Linked DNA regions of Mus musculus: region 2 is linked to region 1. The links are chromatin contacts, called in public promoter capture Hi-C maps. All regions are on one chromosome and are shown on one strand. Each heading gives the region's core, a stretch centred on a gene start, on an enhancer-like site or on the middle of the called end of the contact. The rest is flanking DNA. Distances are from core to core; before and after follow the strand shown.

Region 1 (3,487 bases), core at 944-3,443:
GGAGGGAGGAGGTGGCGGTGTGGGGGGCACTTGGGTACTTTTCTCTGGGAAAGCTGCCCAGAGGAGCCTAGGAAGGAAAACAATTCTTTTCACCTGTGAGACAGGTATGGCCTGGGAACAGAGGCTGAGCTGATAAGTCAGAATTCCAGACTGGCCCAAGGCCAAAGCCAGTTGCACCTTGCTGACAGGCTGGCTAATGAGAGAGAGAGAGAGAGAGAGAGGGGGGGGGAGAGAGAGAGAGAGAGAGAGAGAGAGAGTACACGCTTGCATGCTTGTGTTTGTGCACTTGTGCTTGGAGCTAGCTACTGTTTCTCCTGGAGATTCTCAGACCCTGGGTTCCTGAAGTGGCTGTTGAGGGGAGCAATACACCAGCCTAGCTAACACAGAGTAAGCTCTGGTGGTACTTGGCCTCCCAGACTGGGGGAAGGGCTTGGGGTTTGTTATAAGCTTTGTTGGGAATTGGTTTGACAGCTCCCATAAGGCCCTTCACCTCCCAATCCTTCCAGAGACACAAAAGAAAACCAACATCTTGTTCTTGTCCATTCCCGGCTACAGGGCCAGGGGTGCTGTTTGCCGGTTTCTACAGATAGGATAAAGTTCTTTAGGAAAGGAAAGGGTCTAGAAAGCTGCATGGAATGGGGGAGGTGAACAAGAATGAAAGAGGCAGAGACCAGAGAGGTGAGGAGGCCAGAGGATGAGGCGGCAGCCGACACAGAGGAGCCATTGTGTCCACTGGAACCAGCGCCAGACTGGAACCCCCCTCCCACTGGGTCTCTTCTGAGCAGAAGGGGAACCGGCCCTGAGGCCCAAGTATAAAATGTCCTGCAGGCTGCTTCTGCTCTCTCCCACGGACTGAGTTTCCAGTCAACCTTGCTCCACGCTTGCCCTCAGAGTATGAGAAGTTCCAGCCCCAGGCCTCAAAGAAAAGCGAGACCCTGATCCAGGTCGGCATTTTGAGCGTAAATTTACACACAGCCCGATCTTTCCTTCCCCGTGCCTCAGTTTCTCCTCTTTAGTTGTTAATGACTTGCTTGTCGGGCTTGATAAACACTCCTTCCCAAACCGTGAGAGAGCAGAGGAGGGTGTTTCCTACAGTCTGGGCAGCCAGCCCCCCTCCAAGCTCAAAATCTCGGGGAGAATAGTTTCCTCCCTGAGTCTGCTAGATACCAACGCCAGATCTGGACCCTAGGTCTCTGGTAAGGGGAGGGGGCAGGGTAGACAAGGGAGCGAGTGGCAGAGAGCCTGGCTTCCCCGCAGAGCCCCCTCCTCCCACCGCGACTCGTGTCCCCGCAGCGCGTGACCACGGCACTGCGGCTGCAGAGCTGCAATCCTTCCTTGTCCGCGCTAGATTCCAGGGGTGTAAGGTGGGAAGCCGGGGATGGGGGTAGGTGCAGGACCAGATCTTGGTAGCCACGAGTCGCGGAACCGGGGGTGGGTGATGACGCCCTTGCTCCCTCCAAATCCTCATTTTTTTTTTTTTTTGGTTGGTTGGTTGTTTCCGGGAGTTTCTCCACCCGTGAGCGTGTCGCTGAGTCACCTTCTCGGAAGGCACTCGGGGCGTTCATGATCCGGTCAGGCTGTCCCGCGGCTGTACAGAGCCAAGGCATATATTGCAGTGACGCGTGCGGAACCGCAGGTCCAGCCTGTGCCCCTGGCCCTCCTGGGGACTCCTAAAATACTGAGAAACTCGGTCGGGGAACTCCAGGGTCCTCTGGGAGAGAAGCCACCTTCAAGGCGTGACCTAGTTCACTGCAATCCTTTCTTATCTGGGTTCGTTTTCCTCTTGGACTCGCCTCTTCTGGACTTTAAGAAGCGATGCGAAGATAGAGGTGGGTGGGGTCGCGCGGGGGCCGGTGTGGGCGCGCCAGTTCTCTGTAACCGGAGCTAAACCAATGCAGCTTCCTTGGGAGTTTGGTGTCTGTTTTTGGTGCTTGGTAGGATTTGGGAGCTTCTTTTTCCAAGTCTCCGCTAATAATCTTCCAAAAATTTAACTCCGGTTAGTCACGGACACCCTCAGGTCACTTGCCATGAAATATATCACTTACACAACTATGCGTCTTGTTTATCTCCACCGAAGCGCATACACCGGGGCACGTGTGCATTTTCACCCCGAGATCGCCCGAAGGGGTGGGGAGGTTGGGACCACGCCCCCATGCTAGCCTCTCCAATCCTGATGAGAGCCCCCATTGCCCTGTCCACACTGCTGGGTTCCTCCAGTCGGTGAGGATCGTGGATCCCGATCATCCGCGGCAGGCAGCATCTCAGGCCTTGATAGTGTTCCCTGGGGGGAAAGACTCCACCTTTGGAGGTTGCTGACGAGGTACTCTCATCTCGACTTCGTCCCCAAACCGGTTCAGCTTTCTCCTGAAAGGCGTGCCAGACTGCTTCGGGTTCGGCGTCTGAGTGAGCCAGCGGCTGCATCTGGAAGCTAAAAGTAAAGGCACCGCGGAGGAGCAGGGGAGGAAGAGAAGTTCGCGGGTGGCGGGTGACCCGACCCTGGCCCAGAGTCAGGACAGCACTAGGGTCTGGATGTGGAATTCAGGCTAGGTCTAAGCGACGCCAAAGAGGCGCTGCATCCCTACTGTGAACAGCAGTTTCGAGGTTCAGTAAGCGCAGACCCACGCGTACCCGAAGCCCGCTCGGATGCTGGGCGCCGGCATGTGGGCTGCGCCCTCGCTTTCGCGCTCCGCGGATGCGCTGCTTCAGGCCGGGCTCAGAACCCCACCTCTTGCGGACTTCCTAAGCTGTTCCTCCAGCACCGGGCGCACAATCGTATCCGGGGATCCTGCCCCTCATCTGCGCGTGGCCGAGCCCAGGCTGGCGGCGACTGTGTTCGGGGAGGTGCAGTGAGATCCCGGGCGGGTGGGGGACCAGAGCTGCGCGCAACTCTGGTTCCACCCCGAGAGCACAAGGAACGCGGGGCGTGGCCAGGCCGGCCCAGAGGCTCAGCGCCCTCCCCGGGCCGCCGTGAAATTGAGCAAAAAGTTTGAGACCGGAGGGGGGCGATCCCTTGGAGTCGGTGTCAGCCCAGTGCTTCAGTTGTCCCTCTGTCGCGGGTCTGAGTCGGAGAGGAGCTGCTTTCCGCCACTGGCCGCCCGTGGGACAGATTGGGTAGGGATCCCCTTTCCCCCGCGCGCGCCCTCCCGTAGTTGGCGGTGCCTTCGTGGGTCCGTGAAGGAGACGGCCCCACGCCTGCGCCTCAGTGCACACTCGCGCTCCGGCAGGGCAGACCATAGTTGTGGGTCCGCCCAGCACAGGCAGGCTTTTGCGGGACTTGGGCGCTGTTCTCACGAGTGCGGCACGCACCCCCACCCCCACCCTCTTGGAGACTCGGAGCTTCAGCGGCTTCGTAGTTCAGGCAGGGGACCGGGCGACTGCGCAGGTTGCGATGGGGTTCTTCGTCCCAGAGTACGCGCCTCTCAATGCCAGTTCTGGGAATTGTATGCAGTTGGATTCTCCACCAAGCCCGAAGGGTGAAGAGCCGGCC
Region 2 (3,781 bases), core at 988-3,487, 1.1 Mb after region 1:
AAAGTTGGTCAAGGGTTCTACAAGAAGGCTCCACACCCTCCCTCCCTCTCGAGGTCCCTTCCCTGGGCTCCTCTGGCACCTCTTTGTCTAAGAACAATGTGGGTGGAGGGAGGAGAATAAAGCAAGCACGTCAGGCGATTCTCTCCTTCTTCCTCCCTGCCTTCTGACAGCCTCCTCATCTGCTGTAGCAAGCGAGGCCCAGAGTGACATCAGAGACACGGAGGGTGGGGGGCAGTGGCCCCTCCCCCATGCCGGTGTCATCATGCTTTATACACCTGCACTGTTGGTCTTTCCTCTCCAGAACAGAAATAGGCCCTGCTCAGCAGCTCCAGACCCACCATGCTCTGAACAGTCGGGATCACCAAGACCACAGGAACTTTCCTAAGATGGCAGTGGGGGAGGACTGGAGGGGTGGGGGGAGGTGGGGAGATGGGGGGGGTGAGGTAGGAGGTGGGGTAAAGTGGGGTGCAAACAGCTCACAGTGGAGACTCTGAGATATATCCCCTCTCCCTTCCCTGCATGCCCAAACCAGATCAGAGCTTGCTGCCATTCGTTTTTAAGGCACACCTCCCTGTTTCTCCTTTGTGGGAATCACCTTCTAAAGAGGGTGACCTTTGGCAGAAGCAAAGCTCTGGCTTCCAAAGGAAGCTGACACCTTGCAGTTGGAAACTTTACACCAGCGATGTCTCCGTCATACTGACCACCGGCCAGCCCCTCTGAACAAAGCAGGCACTAGGGAAATGTTATAGACTGAACTGTGTCTTCTCGAGTCCCAGCCTTCCCTCGCAGTGAGGCTGTGTGTAGAAGCAAACCCTTTAGGAGATAATTAAAGCCAGTACAAGAAGTCTTGAGCACAGGGCTCTGTCTTCGTTACAATTCATGGTCAAACTTGACAGCATCTAGAATCACCTAGGGTGCCAACCTCTGCGCATGTCTGTGAGGGAGGAGTCTTCTAGATTGGCTTAGCTGAGGTAAGAAGACCGTCCCTGGATGTGGGTGGCACCGTTCTATGGGCTGTGGACTTGAGCTGAATAACAAGGAGAACATGAGCTGAGTGCCTAGACTCATCTCTGCTTCCTGCTCACAGATGCTACCTGGCCCCTGCCTCAGACTCCACACCACGCCAGGACTGCACTCTCAAACCATGCACCACAGTAAATCCTTGCTCCATTAGGTTGTCTTGTCATTTCAACAGGAAAAGTAGCCCAAGCTGGTCCTCAGAATGGAGCTCGAGGAGACAACAGACAGCTCCCTCCTCCCTCTTCCCTCCTCCCTCTCAGTGACTGTGGTTTCAGCCCCTAGCCTGTAGTATGTGATCAGGCAACCAATCAGATTAAAACCTACACCTCCTATGCTTTTAGAGCTAATTAACACAGATGTGGAAATGAGAATGACCCACCAGCCACAAAGGAAGACTCCCATGAAGATCGTATAAACTAGAACCCGCTCTGCAGAAGCCTGCAGGATAAGCATTTCCTGCTGCCCTCCTGCCCACAGCTTGCTTCGGGCTTCACTGTGGGTTCACGTGGGCCAGAAGCTGCCAGCACAGCCCCTGTGTGCACAGCCCAAGATGCATGCCTTTGGCCTATGAGGGAGAGAGACAGAGAATGTAAAGATGAATCTTGTTAACTTGACAGAATTGAGAACTGGATACAATCCTCCTGGGCTGGGGTCTTGGACTAAACAAAAAGGAGGAACAGAGCCTGGCACCAGTATCCATCTCTCTCTCTGCTTCCTGACTGAGGATGTCATGTGACCAGCATCCATCTCTCTGCTTCCTGACTGAGGATGTCATGTGACCAGCATCTCTCTCTCTCTCTCTCTTTCTCTCTCTCTCTCTCTCTCTCTCTCCTCTCTCTCTCTGTCTCTGTCTCTCTCTGCTTCCTGACAGAGGATGCCATGTGACCAGCTGTCTCCCACTCTGGCTTTCACACCATCCCCACAATGACCTTGAACTGTGAACCAAACAACCCTTTCCTTCCTTAGACTCCTTTTGTTGCTGGATCTTATCAGGAACAGGAAAATTATTTAATACAGAAAAATTCACTTCTCAGGCTCGGCCAGTCTGGGCTATGCAAGTCTAATAAAGAGGCACAAAGATTCCAAACTCCCCAGGCTCTAGGAGGACGCCCCACCAGGGATCTCCTGGAAGCTCCGCCCACTCTACACGCTGCAGGAACACCTCGGACCTCAGAAAGGACGGGCTTGCAGGAGTCTGCCCCGCCCATCACACACCCATTAGAAGTAGAGCTATGAGGCTAGTTGAGCTGGCCCGCTGATTGGTTATATGGTCTTGTGCTTCCTTTTAACTTCTCTGGGCTTCCACTTCTCCCTCGGCAAAACACACAAGACCACGCCTTGCAGCTGCACCGCGCAGATGCCTTCCGAGCTGTCCTAAAAGCTGGGATCTCTCCGGCAGTGCAGGGTGAGTATTTGGTTAGGAGGCTGCTTTCTTTATCCCTTTTATGAGAAAAAGGACAGACCAGCACCAGTTCCACCTTCCAAGTCGGAAGCTTGGGCATGTGCTAGTCAGACCATTTACCCGTTATCACCCAGCAAAGATGTGATAGCTCTGGAGTCTTCTCCAGGAACCTGCTTCAGATCCCGTATCTCAGACACTGTTTCCTAGTGCCAGCCTTGCTAGTCAGCAGAGAGAGAGAGAGAGAGAGAGAGAGAGAGAGAGAGAGAGAGAGAGAGACCTGACCAGGGTGGCTGCTGTCTTGATATCATAGCTCATCATTTTGTGTTCAACTTCACAGGACTGCAGACTAGCTCCCAGATACTTTGTAACAAATGACACCAAGACAGTGAGCTTAAAACAAAACAGTGAGGTTCAGGGGTCCAAGCCTCTGGCCAGGTCCTCCACTTGTGCTCTCATGAAGCTGCCATCCTAGTCTGAACTGCTAATCGTCTGAAAGAAAGATCCATCTTCAACTCAGCCAGTTGGTGTCTGTCAGTTCCTTGTGGGCTGTCAGGCTCGCACTATGTGGGCTGTTGGACCTGTTTCTTTGCTGACGATCAGATGGAGACCACACTCTACTTCTGGCTAAATAGCCCCCTCTATCAGCAACTCAGAGCTTATCCAGCTGCTTTGCCAAAGCCAGCATGGGGTGGAGGGCGGGGGGTGGGTATCATGGTCATTTGGTCAGGCACAGTCCCACCTTCAGACACAAAGGTGGCAGGAGTCATGGAGAACAATCTGGTGGCCACCATGTGACACGATAGTCACACAAGCATGTCCTCAATTTCCAGATTCAGGAAGAATGTCAAGAACAGGTGAAGGACCCACCCAGGCTCAGTTCAGTGGGAAAACGTTCTCAACAGCTTTGATGTCCCTGAGCTACATGCAGGTGGCGTTGGTACCTGGCTGGCTGCGGCAGATCCAGAGCAGAAACCACATCGGTGGGAGCCAGGAGACTGAAGAGCTTCCCTTCCTACTGCAGTCCTGTTACCTGGGGTTGGCCGGTCTGCATAGTGTGGAGTCAGCACCAGCTGAGGATGTACACATCGGTTGACATTGGCCAGTGCTGCTGCTTCTGCCTCTACCCAAGTGGTCATTGTTGGGAGGGAGGTCGTTGGGCTCCAGAGGGCAGGTCGAATGTTGAAACTACCTGAAGTTCAGACCAGCTCCCAAACTGAGCCTTCGGAAGAAAGGCCTTTTGTTAGGGGAGCCTCTGGAGTGGGAAGAGAGGGCAGTCTCCCTCCCCGAATAGGAAGTCTGCTGGTGGTGATATCTAATGAAGACTTTTATGATAGAAATGTAATTGTTAAAAAAAAATTT

Evidence for each region. Capture Hi-C pulls out chosen DNA fragments and counts their contacts.
Region 2: a promoter capture Hi-C map of adipose tissue shows a contact between it and region 1, with 3 times the contacts expected there. The contact joins the promoter of 2900041M22Rik here to the promoter of Sphk1 in region 1. A contact is called at or near these places in 1 of 39 promoter capture datasets (liver) and 2 of 9 other capture datasets (adipose tissue and macrophages).

The regions. Positions count from the first base shown.
Region 1 is chr11:116,530,258-116,533,744 of GRCm38.p6, forward strand. Sphk1 (sphingosine kinase 1) reads left to right here and starts at 2,194. Exons shown (of 6, transcript NM_025367.7): 1 at 2,194-3,111.
Region 2 is chr11:117,609,010-117,612,790 of GRCm38.p6, forward strand. 2900041M22Rik (RIKEN cDNA 2900041M22 gene) reads left to right here and starts at 2,238. Exons shown (of 2, transcript NR_015489.2): 1 at 2,238-2,425; 2 at 3,253-3,781. Gm35170 (a long non-coding RNA gene) reads right to left here. Exons shown (of 4, transcript XR_003949818.1): 4 at 2,814-3,641.